Regions from separate parts of the Gossypium hirsutum genome. Here region 2 is linked to region 1. A link is a contact called in public Hi-C data. All regions are on one chromosome and are shown on one strand. The core of a region is the stretch at or near the end of the contact, and the rest is flanking DNA. Distances in the headings are between cores, read along the strand shown. Region 1 holds the start of LOC107896283 (acidic leucine-rich nuclear phosphoprotein 32-related protein). Region 2 holds the start of LOC107896433 (probable protein phosphatase 2C 55).

Region 1 (7,543 bases), core at 3,141-5,640:
GCATAGTGAAAAACCCGAGGGAATAAAAAGACACTCCTGTTCTACTAGCAAAAGGCCCCAAGACATTGGGCTCTTCCGACTACAGAAATAACTCACAAACTGGGCCACTCCTCCTAAATTGTCCAAATTACAAATACACCGTCCATTTTGCAACATGGATCTAATTTTATCAACAAACTTTACAGCGTCCAAAAAGAATAATAAATCAAAACCGTTGATTTCATTTACATAAAATAATTTGTCAGTCGCTAATGTGATTCTTCTGCTATCATCTACAGCTCATGAAATAAAAATAAAATTTAGATATATGGATTCCACCAATGGCAGCTTAGCGTGTGTTGTCTAATTGGCCTGAAATCCATCCCGCTTGGAGCCGAGCCGAAGTGAACGATAACAAACGAATACTATCTACAAAAAGTACAACAGTTTTGTAACTTATTACAAAATCCCCCTTTTTTTTTTTAAAACAAAGCTTTTTCTTTTTTTCTTTTTTTTTATCAAAGGTTGGTTTTCCCTCCAATCCATTCCCCGACCAACCTCCTGAGAACTGGAAAAGGGCGGTTAAAACACTTCATAACTGCCATTTGAATTAACAAATAAGTAACGGATATATTAAAGAGAAAGGGAAACGCTCTAACGACTTTTTGAACTAAGCCCATCCATCAAGTACACAATTCCTTTCACCCTAAACATTCTGTTCGTTCAATAACACTGCCAGCAGCATCATCTACCACACTCTATCAATCAACCATTCTAGTCTAGGATTTTAACAATATATATCTAACCCCCCCTAACCATGCTTCTTCGAAAACTTCACATCATCTTCCTCCTTAACTTTCCCTGCATCATCGCTTCTCTTTCTCTTAAGCTGTGAAGTCGATGGCACTTCCTCATCATCTTCAACTTCTTCCTCCTCTTCTACATCATCATCATCATCATCATCATCTTCTTCTTCATTCCCTGGGTCCATGTCACTACCTTCAGCATCATGTTCTTCAGCTTGGGCCACTGGTTGAACCAGGTAGCCTTCACCATAGTCTTCATCCTGTTATTCCAGTCAACCAACATTAATTTTAAAAACATCACAATCCACCAAAAAAAGGTGAAGTTCATTAGGAAAAATAAAAGATAATACCAGATACCAAACCTAAGATAACACTGCAATCAGTCAAACTTAACAAACAGGCAGATATTAAAAATAACAGTAGCACAACACAAAATATCATGGCTCCAAAGGCTAATCCACAAACAATCAAGTACTACGTATAAATAACAAGTTCTTACACCAATTCCACAACCAAAAGCTACTCCAAAAAAGTACTATGCAAGATTAGAAAAGCCAAATAAGTTCTGAGAAACATGAGATTATCAACTAAAATTTCCAAAATCACCAATAACCCACTCAGAATACTATAAATAGAAACCTAATATAGAAACTTCATTAAAAAAAGGCAGTCATGGCACTAGGAAGTGGCTTATCAGCTTTACAACTGTACTTTAGCTACAATCCATAGAACATAAAGTTTGCCAACAAAGTTGACAGAGATTTGTTTATTAACTGCTTAGTGAGCTAAACCAATATTATCATAGAGCCAAAGACAAAATTAACAAAAAACATTGTATCTAACCAAAGAAAAATATTCAGACAGAACCTAGAAATTTAGTCTGGTAGGGTCATTGATTAGACAGAACAAGTAACAGATATTCTCATGACAAAGAACTTGGTCAACAAGAGATTAAAACTGACTTCAAAGACAACTACAATTCATCATCATCAACAAAGAGCATATATGGCAACAAAAGTCAATAGTTCGAGGATGAGGTAATAAGCTACAACTTTTAAAGACATGAAGAAACAAAAAAAGTTACCTAAGTATCATCCCAATTAAAATTCCAAAACCAGAATACATTAAGGTAATTACCAAACTGTCCTCACCATACAAAGACTTACAAGAAATATGAGAACCATACAAACTGTAAGTGCACAACGGCTTTTCAACAAGGGAAGAATCCACGTGGATAATTTGTAAGGGAAAAAGAAATATTAACATTTATAAAAGGCTAGAACCGTGAACAAAGACCATAAACTTATAATGTGAAACACTTGTATAACAGTGTGACAGAAACGCAGCATTTTTTTTCCTAATGTTTGAAAGCAAACATTAGCACATGGGACAAGTGTATGTGAGAAAGTGAATAACAAAATAACAGCATTCAAGACATAGCAGCAAGCCAGATATTTACTTGGGAAAAATCTAAAAAAGCCACTTAAATCAAACAATTAACTCAAGTTATATGAGAAAACAACGCAATAAGCAGGAAAAAGAAAAGAACCTAAAGTTAATCAAATAGTGTAAACAATAGAAGTATGACTGGTAGTAAGTATTGCAAGCAATATGAAACCTCACCTCCTCTTCACCCTCTTCTTCATCTTCATATTCCCCATCCTCTTCAACACCTAACTCTTCCTCACCAGTCTCACCATGATCATCATCATCCCCATCTTCCCCATGTTCATGCCCATCAATCTCCCCTTCCGTGCTCATCAAATGCCCCGTACTCTCTGGCTCAGGAAAATCACCTTCATCATTATCTACCTCTTCCTCCTCTTCATCCTCATCCTCCTCCTCATCATCATCATCCTCTACCCCATCTTCCTCATCATCATCACTATCCTCAATATCATGAACTTCCACCACATCTTCTTCCTCCTCATCATCAACTTCCTCACCTGAATCATTCTCATGATGACCATCATCATCTTCATCTTCTGCTCTCCCTACTTCCTCAATCCGAAACCCATTGGCCTCATGGCCTAACCCATTTACCCTTCCACCCGTGTCTGTCTCTTCTTCATCTGCATCACTCTCTTCATCCTCATCAACATCAACAATCCCTTCACCTCCTTCACTATGCCCGTTATTCATTCTGTACTGCCTATCATCACCATCAACCTCCCCACTCCCAGGATCATCTTCATCTTCATCATCCTCATCCTCATCCTCTTCATCTTCCTCTTCCTCCTCATCATCCGATTCTGGCCTTTCATTTTCCTCGGCGTCCATTTTATCTAAATATTTCAACGATTTAATCAACCCAAAAACCCTAGATCGATAATCCTTGACCCTGGTAACCGGGCACTCATATAGATCGAGGGAAACAAGCTTAAGCTGGGCAAGAGGGGCAAGAGCCTCTATATATTGAATCCGGTTATTAGACAAGTCAAGGTCCCGGAGCGAGTCAAGACCAGCTTCAACGAGGAATTCTAGGCCACCGGCTATTCTATTGTCTGAAAGGATTAATTTCTGGAGATTTCGAAGACGAGGAAACTGTTCTAGAGATGAAACACCGATATTGGCAATTGAAAGGTGTTGAAGATTCTCAAATTTTTCCAAAAGGCTCGGCGGCGGGAGGCGACCTTGAACACACTTCACCGCACCGTCAAGTGTCAAGGTTCTAACCGCCGCGTGGTCCGCTTGCCCGTCTAACGCTGTCTCCACCGCTCTCTCCCAGATCTCATCCATCAAATTCCACACCGTTTTTATCTCATATAGCCCCTATTTATATCAACAAATACCAGATATAAAGCTTGTTTCTTATATTTCTAAAGTGAAATGGTTCAAAAGGATGGTTCGAAAGGGAAGAGATTATGGAGTGTCATTCCAGAAAAGAGGAAAGTTAATAATAGTACAAGAAATTCAAATGGAGGAAACTACAAATTTTGAGTAAAACTTAAACGAAACCCTAACCCTAGATTTTGAAGATCGAGGAGAGGTTGTTCTGTTTTAATCTATTTCGGATGGCTTTAAACCCTAAATATTTTTATTTTTACCAGATGTACGGGATTTGTTCTTTCAAGTTCCAAACTTGAGAATAAAAACTCAAACACAGAGATTAAATAAATAAAAAGAACCATAATTTCAATTTCCTCTCCTTTTTCTTTTTTTTCTTTTTTTTTTCCTCCCTCTCTCTCTCTCTCACTTTTCTCTTTTTATTGGTTATAGGAGTGGACGAGTCGGGATAAACCTCGAGCAGAGAAGGTGGGACCGGGGGGGGTGCGGGGGGGAACTAGACGGCTCGTGGTTCGTGGCTGCGGTTTTGTTTTAGAGGGGGAGGTGGTTTTGTGAATTATTGGACGAAGGTGAACCAATGGATTGAGGAAGACACGGATCGTTGACGTGGATAAAATGAACGGTAGAGATTTCAGGTTGGTGTGTTTGTTCTCGAGAAGGATGTAGACAGATGAGAGATAATGAACTGGAGCGCAGGTTTGACACGTCATTTTGATTGTAAATATCGGGAATATTAGGAGAATGCCTATTAAGTTGGAGGAAATTACGGAACTGCCATCGGGCGTTGTAATTAGCAGGCCCAGCTTCCTATGGCCCAAACTCAGAATTTCCATGACAATGACAGTAGCAAAATAACAACACTACACCACAGCAATGGGAATAAATTCTTAGCTTTGCCACCAAGGAGATTTTAAATTGCAACCCTGAAGCGTGGCGCTCATCGCTGAAAGCACAAATGATGCTATCACTGTCCACACTGAATATCGATGTAAACCATGAAATAACTATCGCAATGTGACATTACGACTGTTATTTTTAATCCTGCAAAACTAGTGAAAGTATAAGCAGGTGTATAAAACAGGAATAAATGTATCGTTATTAATTATGATGTTCGACAACAATTCAAGCCAGGACCAGTTCTAAATTATCATTTGGAATCTCCACTCGGATTGGTAACTTTACTTCCATTTTGAGTCCCGGATCCTTTAAGCTCAGCAAAACCTGGTGGCAACTTTGGAGGATGCACAATAGGCATGTTTGGCGAAGGCCCTGATGAGGCTGGCGAACGAAATGGCCAAGTGATGGTACTCACATTTGAAGCAGGAGAGCTTGAGAATTGGCTGGGCCTTAGCGAACTACTAGCACCCTTGGTATCTGTCTTTGGCATATCTACTTTATGTTCTGACTCTGGACAGCTTGGTTGTGCTTCTCTAATGTCTCCTCCAATGGTAGTCTGGTTTTTATCTCCTACCGTCCTAACACCGGGAGCCCCAAACTGAAGCCAGGGCTGCCTGAAATGTGGTGGCCGGTTCAACATAGCAGCATGGGTTCCAGAAGAATTTCCATTGTTTTCTGCATCATCTTTGCCTCTAGCTTGAAGGCCGGCTTCTGACACGTCATTAGGCTTAATTGGCTTTGAGTCTTGCTGCTTATCTCGGTCCGCTGTAGAACTCAGATCAATTGAATCAACTCTAGGCACTGAAGATCGGCCTGTGGCAATTGTAGTTGTAGGAAATGCTTTCTCGGGAGGGACAGCTGGAGTATAATTAGACGGAAGTAGATCATCCCAATTCTCTAATAGCTCCTTGTAGACTTTTCGGAGGGTGACTTCTGTGAGACCTGTCACCTTACATATCTCAGCCTGCGTCTTCCGTTTGTCTTCTAATTGGCATGCCAGATATATAGCAGCTGCAGATATACTAATCGGATTTCGGCGAGTGCAAAAGCATTTGTTGATCACAACTTCTCCGATATGAGTTGCCAGCTCCTGAAGACATGAGGAAAACTTCATCATATCCTTCTTCACCGGAAATCAGATTATAATAGAAGGATCTTATGGAAACACATAAATCAAGTACCGTTTCTAAAAGAATCCATAGGCATCACAACTTGATTTATTCATACATAATGTTTAAGCCACCACATACAGATACTGATGAATTATACAGTGAATAAATTTATAATCTTAGTAAAACTTTCCTGACAACTTGTATCCATTGCAAGATGATTTCTCACAAGTCCTATCCAATTTTAAACAATTTTTAATTTCTTTTAACATTTATCTGCAAAGGGTTATATTGGCAATAGCTACAATTCAGCTACAATTCAACTTCATCAACTACAGGTCCAAGCTGCGACTCTTGAACCGAAAGGTACCTGCGCGGATTTATTGAGCTGAAGGAGAGTGCAAAATCTCGGCATATGAACTGATATAGAATTACTATTGATAGGTTGACTTAATTGTAAAGCTTCTCCCAGGATCTTGATGTACTTGCCAATCTCTTTCTGGGGTACATTGGCAGCAATAGAGATTTCCTGTCATTTTACAAAAGCAATAGAGATAAAAGAAAAAGGTGGGGTGGGAAGTACCACATGCAATAGTGATTTCATGTCATTGGATACGGTCTACCCAAGCAAAATCATCTCTGTTAACAGTCAAGTGCTCACTCTTTACTTTGACCACTTTTCCATTTCAAGGGTCAAAGTACTAAAACAACATTGAAAACAAAACTATAAGCAATTAGTTCCAAGATTTTAAAAATCTTATTCTAAGGAATTCTACACGTCAGAACTCTAGGTTTCTATTTTATGTTATTCTCCATCAACTCAAATCCTCATAAATTTTCACCCATACGCAGTAATCATTCTCTTGATTTACCTTAAGGCTTGCGCAGTTCTCCTCTCCACTCAACTCCCAACTTAAACTTTTCATTTCCATACCAATCAAATTCTCATTTATTCATAAAAGCAACCAGGCAACGACCTCTTGGCCAACTGAAATCTCGCATTACTCTGAAGAATGATATCTAACAAACTTTAGCAGTAGCTTAAAATAAGGTCACAAGATTTACAGGTACAAAACTTTATAAGAAAGGTAACCAGCGATAAGATTTAGGTCCCGTGTATACTAAAGGAAAAGACCACAAGATGCATATCTCAAACTCTACAAGCAGAAGTTGAGAACCTAATATGCAGATTGTCACTCATTTCTTTCTCAATTCTCACTCCACAAGTAATCAACAAAATATGCAAACACTTGGAACAAACCAAATTATCTACAGGATAAACGAATAGCTATGTTACAAAATCCAGCGTAGCATATGTACAGATACACATACATTAAGCTTCACAAATTTATCAAGGGGTCTTAAAACCGCAAACAGGCACAATTCTCAGCTGTGGTATCAGATTAACTTGATTCCTAGTAATGTAACGTTCAACTAAATCCGCCTTAACACTGAACTACTTTAGCATAAACAAGTCAACTTTAAAACCCACTCAGAAATGTAAAATTACCTGGAGGGTTCGAGGCTCTTGAGCTTCCCTAATGGCCTGAACAAGAGCAGCAGTAGCCAGCGCCTCAACACTCCGGTTCCTCAAACAGGTAGCCGAACAACAATCCCTAAACAACTGAAACGCGTGATCCGATATATCACAATCCAACCCCAAAATCGACGCCACGTCAAGAATCTGCATATACGCTCTCAAATTATCCACCACAACCGTCGAAGACGAAGTTGCCGAAGGGGCTGAAGACGAAGAGAGTTCTAGAATCCGCTCGAGCTCCGCCAGGTGGCCCGAAAAGGAGAGAGAGGAGCGGAGGAAGAGTGGGTTGGGTTCGAGGGACCATGTGGCAAAGGCCGTAATAAATCCCGTGGGCTCAAAGGGGTCGTCTTCGTGGATTTGGTAAGCGGAAGCTGGAGCAGGGATGTCGGAGGTGACGAGGCAGAGAGGGGCATCTTGGGCACGCA
Region 2 (7,543 bases), core at 3,284-5,783, 230 kb after region 1:
GTGTATATACCTTCTAAGCTCTCTTAAACGTCATTATCTTTAAACTAAAACAATTAACCAAATATAAAATTTATATTGAAAAACTCTTAAAAGGCATAAATTTAATGTCTTTTATGTTAAGTTGCTTTAGAGCTAGATTATCCACATAACATTGCAAAATTCTGTATATAAATGTGTATATGGTTAATAGATTAAAGACATTATGCTCCCTTTGCTTCCATTGACCAAATCTTGCTTCTCTTTGTTTTTCAATTTCAGGCAAAATAAAAATCTACCCTCTTAACTTTTACTTGAATTTTACTTATTTAATTTTAGTGGTAGTAGTTAAGTAGAAGCAATATAATAAGCAACAAATGGTTAATAAAACATTAAATGAGTTGATTTCCCCTTAACAATAAAAATCTGACTTGTCTGGTTGTTCCTGGATTTTTAGCTGCCACAGCATCAATAATTTCGAATGGTTGGAGATGTAACTGTGAACCCCAATTTCATATACTGCTCCAAATTAGAAGACATGATATAGCAATACAAGGTAGATACAGTCAGCAACCACCATATTTCTCTGCATTTACGAATTCCATTTGGAGATGAATACTTCGTCATAATCATGTGTCCTGTTTTTAACATTTGATTAGGTTTTCAAGAATACAAATACTAAGAAACAATTGATGACTCATCTCAGAAGCCCCTGGAACCATAATCTCTCTTACATGCTCAATACAATGACAGTCTACCAAACCATTGAAGAAGAAACTTGTTTCCTACTATCAAGAATGTTAGGACTAGTTTTTTTCTCAACTGCTCCAAACATGGATTTTCAAGGACCAATTTGTTGTTGGTATAAATTGGTCCCCTTGATTTCTTTTCTGGGTGTATGGGAATGCCAAGAAATAAGTTGGAAAATAGTTGTTGCAGGTTTTTCTTGTTTCTTCTTTTCTTCTCCATTATTGGAGGTGTTCTTGAAGCATGGCATAAAGCGAGTGTTACAAGATATTATGACTTCAAGGTGATGCTTAATGCAATCCTGTGCGGATAATAACGAGGCATTGATGCATCCATCCCTCTTTTCGCTGTTGCTAGAGCATTAATGTCTGGTTGTCGACTTATCAATTAAGCTGGGCCCTCATTATCATTATTTATTCTGCTTTTCAAATTTAAAAAAAAAAAATCTTGATATAACTATTTTCCTTGTAATGTCACTACCTAGAATAAGTAATGTTGAGGATTAAAAATAAAATTGCTGAACTTGATCTAGACAATTTTTTTTTTCTGTAAAGTATAACTCATAATCTTCAATTTTCAGCTTTGCATATGAGTTGTGAGTTGTCTTTGAAGTTGAAATAAACCTCTCAGTGAATTAACAGGTTCAAACAGCCTCTATTACAAAACTGTGCAAAACATCAACTATACTCACTGTCAATGGTATGTATCCTGGACCTACTATTTATGCTTGGGAAGACGACACTGTGGTCGTCAAGGTCTCTAATCTTACTCCATACAACATTTCAATTCACTTGTAAGAAAGTTGATCAGTAAATTTACTTCATTCTTTTTCCTCCTCTAGCTGTTTAGCTCACCATATTGCTAGTAAGCATAGGAGTGACATATGTTGGTTCGGTTTCTTATTAAAGGCATGGGGTCCGCCGAAGGCTAACATGCTGGTTTGATGGCCCTGCCTACATAACTCAGTGTCCGATCCAAGCAGGCCAGAATTTCAAATACAGGTTTACATTGTTGAACCAACGGGGCACACTCTTCTGGCATGCTTACATATCATGGCTAAGAGCAACGGTTCATGGTCCCCTCATTATCTACCCCAAGCAAGGAGTAGGTTATCCATTTCAGCCTCCCGTTGAAGAGCATGTCATTATACTAGGTAATCCATTTCGTATTCACCAAGCTACCTTGATCCGCAAGGATTCATCTGCATGTATCAGAAACTCGACATGATTTTAACCAAGCGGTGTTGTTTGGACAGGAGAGTACTGGCTTCGAGACGTCCAGGGCTTGGAAAGACATGTGAAAGAATCAGGAGGAGGTCCCCCAGGGTCAGATGCCTACACTTTGAATGGTCTTCCTGGTCCCCTCCATAACTGTTCTAGAGATGGTATATATGGTCTTTTAAATGCACTGAACAAACAAGTATATCTTAATTTCCATTACTGTTAAAACTACTGATGGTTGGTCTGTGGGGGGTTCTTTTCATTTAATATTGTGCAGATGTATACACCATTAATGTTTCAAAAGGGAAGAACTATCTTCTCAGAATCATCAATGCAGCCCTTAACATGGAGCACTTTTTCATGGTGGCTAACCATACTATGACTGTTGTGGAAACTGATGGAGAATACACAAAACCCTTCAAAACCACGTTCCTAATGCTGACTCCAGGCCAGACATACAACGTCTTGATCAAAGCAGACCTGTCCATTGGCAAAAACATGGCAATGGCCCCTTACATGCCAGCCAAAAACGTCCCCTTCTTGATGAAAACTTCTTGTGGGATTCTCCGTTATGCATCACCCACAGTGAAAGTAGACAAATTAGCTCAGAAGTCACGTGTGAAACGTCGATGACACCTCTTGAACCAATCATACCTAATGTAAATGACACTGCATCGGTTCAAGCATTCTTGGACCAAGTCAAAAGGCTATACCCAAACCACCAATGGTCCCCTGTTGATGTTCCTTTGGCAATCGACAATTGGACTCAACGTGTTCAGCTGCGACTCACCTGACTCTGATAGATGCCAGGGGCCTGATGGGGGAATCTTTGCGGCTTCAGTCAACAATGTAACTTTTCGAAGACCAATGGTGTCTCTTCTGAATGCTTATTACAATAATTTACAAGGATATTATAGTACGGATTTCCCTGATAAACCAGAAAAGATGTATGATTTTGTAAATGGGGCTCCCAATAACATTAGTGTCGATACACAATCCGCAATAGGGACTCAAGTTAGTATCTTGGAACATGGTTGGGCAGTTCAAGTCATATTTCAAGACACTGGCACAGTAGGAACTGAGAAGCATCCCATACACCTTCATGGCTTTAGCTTCTACTTGTTGGGCACTGGTCTTGGCAACTATAACTCCACCACTGCACTTCTTAACTTGTACGATCCTTCCTCCCTATAGGAACACAGTGGGTGTGCCAGAAGGCAGATGGGCAGTCATTCGATTCAGAGCTGATAATCCAGGTGAATTTCATAGCTAAAAACCATAAAATTTTTCATTCAGTTTTGTTTTTATTTTGTCACCTTGATTACTTTATTAACTGTAATGAATAATTCAGGAATGAGGTTCATGCATTGCCATCTGGAAGTGCACACAACATGTGGACTGTCAATGGCTTTTCTAGTGAAGAATGGGAAAGGCAAAATGCAGAATTTGCCACCTCCACCTCCTGATCTTCCACTCTGTTGATCTGTAAATTTGTGCTGGGTTTTCCCTTTCGTACCATTTATGCCATTTTATTTTTATGTTTGCTAGTACGTAGACTATTGCCCAAGTTATGTGAAAATAATGGATTTGTTTGGTTATTTGTTGAACTCAAGTAATGTAATTCCAAGAATAGTTCGACTTTTGTAAACCGTACTGGTTTATTGGGCTTCAGGACCATATAGACAACGAATAAGATGTTTAACTGGGTGTTTTCCCTTTTCTTTCCTATTTGGGCCAAATAATCCATTAATGGGCTCCATTGATTTTGGAGCATTTTTTTTACCATTTCTTATAGCCTTTAGCATTACGCAAAAAAAAAAAAAAAAAAGAAGAAGCTTTTAGCATTACTCAACTGATTAATTGATTGATGTAGCCCTTTTTATTAGTATCATTTAATTGATTTTTTTTAGAAAGAAATTTTGATATCCAATAGCTAAAACTTATATCTAGGTAGAGACAAAACTTTTGGATGAGGCGACTCCACCACCACAACCTTGCTGTACCCCAAACCTAAAAAAAGAACGGACCTCGTCGCTCTTCAACTCCCCGCTTCGCTAACCCTCCATTTGTTTATTGCACCCACCCGTCCACGCCCCACCTTTGCTTAATCTATATTATAAAAATAGTCAGTCACCAACCTCCCACTGACCGTCACCTCATATCTCACTCTTGTTGTGGGTTCCAATTTTTCTATAATAAATAAAATACCATCAAAATATAAATATAAGTTGAAGTAATTATAAATATTAAAGTATTAAAAATAGATAGTTAAAAGTTAATTATAATACAAAATCAAACTATTACATTATAAGTAGGTTAGAAATTAATACAATTTAATCTAAAAATTAATAAACTGAGCAAAACTAAAACTCACTTATTAACAACTGCACTTGAAGAGTTGAAAACTTACACAAAAAATTAAGCATGCAAGTATAGAACATAGTTACTCACAACTTTCATATATTTTTTCTATATAAAATTAATCATTTCTTATAACTTATGAACCATAATTTAATTATGGTATTAATATTTTCTATTAAATCTATTTTTTTTCTATTAAATCTAGGTGGAAGAACTTGAAATAAATACATTTAAGTCCTAAGAATAGAGGGTTGGGTTGGGTACGTGTCCAAGAATGTATCACGTGTTTATCCTCAATACAGCGCTTGCCCTGAAAAAGTGAAACATCCGCAGCATCCGCACAGCCGAAGGGAGAGGGAGAGAGGGAGAGGGAGAGGCAGCGAAGAAGCTGCGGAGATCGTCGATTCTCGTTTAGGTCTTTCTTCGGAGCTTCTTTCTTCTTTCTTTCTCTTTGCTTTCTTTCCTTTTTGTCTCTAACATTCAGGTGTCGAATAATACCAGATTAAGCCGCTTCAACAGGTTCTTTTTTTTTCTTTCATTATCAAGTTCTGCATTTTATTTGGCTATTGTCTGTAGTTTGTAGGTAGTTGTTGAGAGTTCTAGTTTTTGTGAATTATATTTCTCAGCATTTAGATTCTTTAAATTACCAACGTTTTTTTTTTCTTCTTTTTTGATGATTAAAAATTTGAAATTATCCATGTGTTTTTGTCATTGATGTATGCAGAATTCATATGTTTTCTTTTTATTGTATGCCAGAAATATTTAACTTTAAAAAGGCATTTATACACTTAAGCTATGTTTTGGTTACTCGTTTCTTCTAATGCTCAAAAGTTGCTAAGAAAAGAATAAAAAACAATGTATCCAAAACCATTTTTCATGAGTAATATTATTATTTTTGTTAAAATCCAGTTAATATATTATTATTATTTTTTGATCTAAATGCAATTTGAATAATTCTTGAGCCATGTGAGTAGCTTAAGTGATTTCAACTCTTCCCATTCTTTCCTTTTTGTTGTTGAATTTTGTGAGCTTATGCATCTTTGCTACGCTCCTAAAGCCCAAACCTTAATGTACATAATACATATAATATAATATACCTCTATTTTGTCTGCTATTTCAGGTATTGAGACAAATATGCTTCCTTAGAGGAAATTGCTGGTAGGTGGTTACACGCGTGTCAACGTATAGCCTTTTGTTTGCAATACAAGGTCTGGTATTCTCTCAAACGGTGGTTGAATTAAGGGAACTTGATATAAGGGTTAAAGATGCCAGCAGTTGTGTTTTCTAAGCTAAAACCTGTTGTATTTACTGGTTTTCAAAGGTCTCTTACAGGAAAACAAGTTCCGTTGTCCGACTCAGCAAATTCATTGCTTAGACAGCTCAAATTTTTGTCTGTGAATTCAGGGTTGATTCAGTCTTTCTCTTACTCTGGTAAATCTCTATCTGATAATAGGTGTATTCGAAACCTGTTTTGTCTTAGGGCAAAAACAATGGCTGTGTCTAGTTCCAAGGCTGTTTTCGGAGATGTTTATATGGATGAGTTGGTAGCAAGTTGTGGGAATGGCTTGGACTTCTTGAAACCTAGTGGGGTTTATTTTGCTGATCGAAGTCAAAGCAGTTGCCAAAAGCTAGCCTGATTTTGAGAAAGCAAGAACAGCGCAACAATCGTCTTGTTTGTGGGTACAATTTTTGTGACGCAGTGTAGAGAAATACCGGATATAATCTTCCTTTTGGTCCAAGGATGAAAAATATCGACACATCATCTTTGTCTTGTACCTCTTCTAGGGCAGCTCATGATTTGTCATTTGATGGGAGTTCTAAGGATGAACGGGCTGCAAGTTTACCTGTAAAGAATGTCCTCTTATCTTCAATTTATTTTATATGTTACCATTTGTCCCTTCTTTTAACTTCTTTTTTTAATTTTACAAATTATATTTAAGTAGTAATCTACAAATACAATAATCTTTATACTTTTCTGATATTAGCTATTCTCAAGCATTTTAAGACGATATCTACACATGTACTTATTTTCCACCGTTTTGTTCTTTGGTGTTGATTTCAGAGCTATTCCAAACAAGAAAAGCTTTAGACTAGTTTCAGGGTCTTGTTATCTCCCACATCCTGCTAAGGAAGAAACAGGAGGAGAGGATGCTCACTTCATTTGTGCCAATGACGAAGCCATAGGGGTAGCTGATGGTGTTGGTGGCTGGGTGGAAGTTGGCGTTGATGCTGGTGAATTTGCCCGTGAACTTATGTGTAATTCAGTGGCAGCAATTCAAGATGAACCAAAGGGTTCCATTGACCCAGCCAGAGTATTAGAGAAAGCCCATTCAAGCACAAAATCACAAGGATCCTCAACTGCCTGCATCATTGCCCTTACAGAGGAGGTTTGTTTTCTTTTATGTTAATAAAGATGAGCAGAGACAATCTTTAGATGAATTTTCATTGACATTTATTGATGAGTCCACTAGGATATGATACTTACAAGGAAACAGAAAAGCTTTCTTAGATTCTTTTTCATTGTTCTTCATGATTAACTTGCTATTGGTTTTTATGATTTAATAGGTGTGGTGAGCTCTACCTAACTTGTTCCGCAAGTTTTTTAGCTTATTATGCCCACATCCAAACAAAGAAAGAAGAAAATTCATTTTCTTAAAATATCAGACTTTATTTCTTCAGGAAAAGTAGTTAAGCTTTTAAATTTTACTCTTGGTAAAGTTGTATGTTGCAGAGTTTCTCTATTCCTGAGAACTGAAGTCCTAGCCACATTATTAGTTATTTTGTGAACTTAGCAAGAGCATTTGACTGCATGAACACATGAACCTATTGAAATATCTGTCTTTTCTTATTTATATTCATCAGTTTCCGTATCTCAATCCGTGTTTTAGGTGGATCGACTGCTATAATCTCATTCCTTGTCTGTATACTGGAATATGACTTGTTTTTAATGGCCGTAAAGAATTGATCTAGCTTGATTTTTAGAGCTCATTGGATTGCTCAGTTTCCCGAATCTAAAAAGGTCGATAAGATTTTAGCGGTCAAATTATATCCCATATGATATCATGTAGTTTACTACTCTCAACAGGGGATACATGCAATAAATCTGGGGGACAGCGGTTTCATTGTGGTTAGGGATGGCTGCACCGTCTACCATTCCCCAGTCCAGCAACACGGTTTCAATTTTACATATCAATTGGAGAGTGGTGACGGTGGTGATCTACCAAGCTCTGGTCAGGTTA

What was found. Hi-C and Micro-C count contacts between places; a contact is called where the count stands out from the background.
Region 2: a contact with region 1 is called in a Hi-C map of leaf, with 2.0 times the contacts expected there. The contact joins the promoter of LOC107896433 here to the promoter of LOC107896283 in region 1. A contact is called at or near these places in 9 of 34 Hi-C or Micro-C datasets (callus, hypocotyl, leaf and 1 more).

What each region holds. Positions count from the first base shown.
Region 1 is chrA11:27,436,620-27,444,162 of Gossypium_hirsutum_v2.1, forward strand. LOC107896283 (acidic leucine-rich nuclear phosphoprotein 32-related protein) reads right to left here and starts at 4,391. Exons shown (of 2, transcript XM_016821411.2): 1 at 2,409-4,391; 2 at 358-1,045. The coding sequence starts at 3,524. The coding sequence ends at 791. It overlaps LOC107896268 (plant-specific TFIIB-related protein 1), which reads right to left. Exons shown (of 3, transcript XM_016821391.2): 1 at 7,089-7,543; 2 at 5,949-6,107; 3 at 4,562-5,559. The coding sequence ends at 4,720.
Region 2 is chrA11:27,663,528-27,671,070 of Gossypium_hirsutum_v2.1, forward strand. LOC107896433 (probable protein phosphatase 2C 55) reads left to right here and starts at 4,534. Exons shown (of 6, transcript XM_016821607.2): 1 at 4,534-4,823; 2 at 5,425-5,462; 3 at 5,785-6,150; 4 at 6,367-6,691; 5 at 7,390-7,539. The coding sequence starts at 6,098. It also overlaps the pseudogene LOC107905350.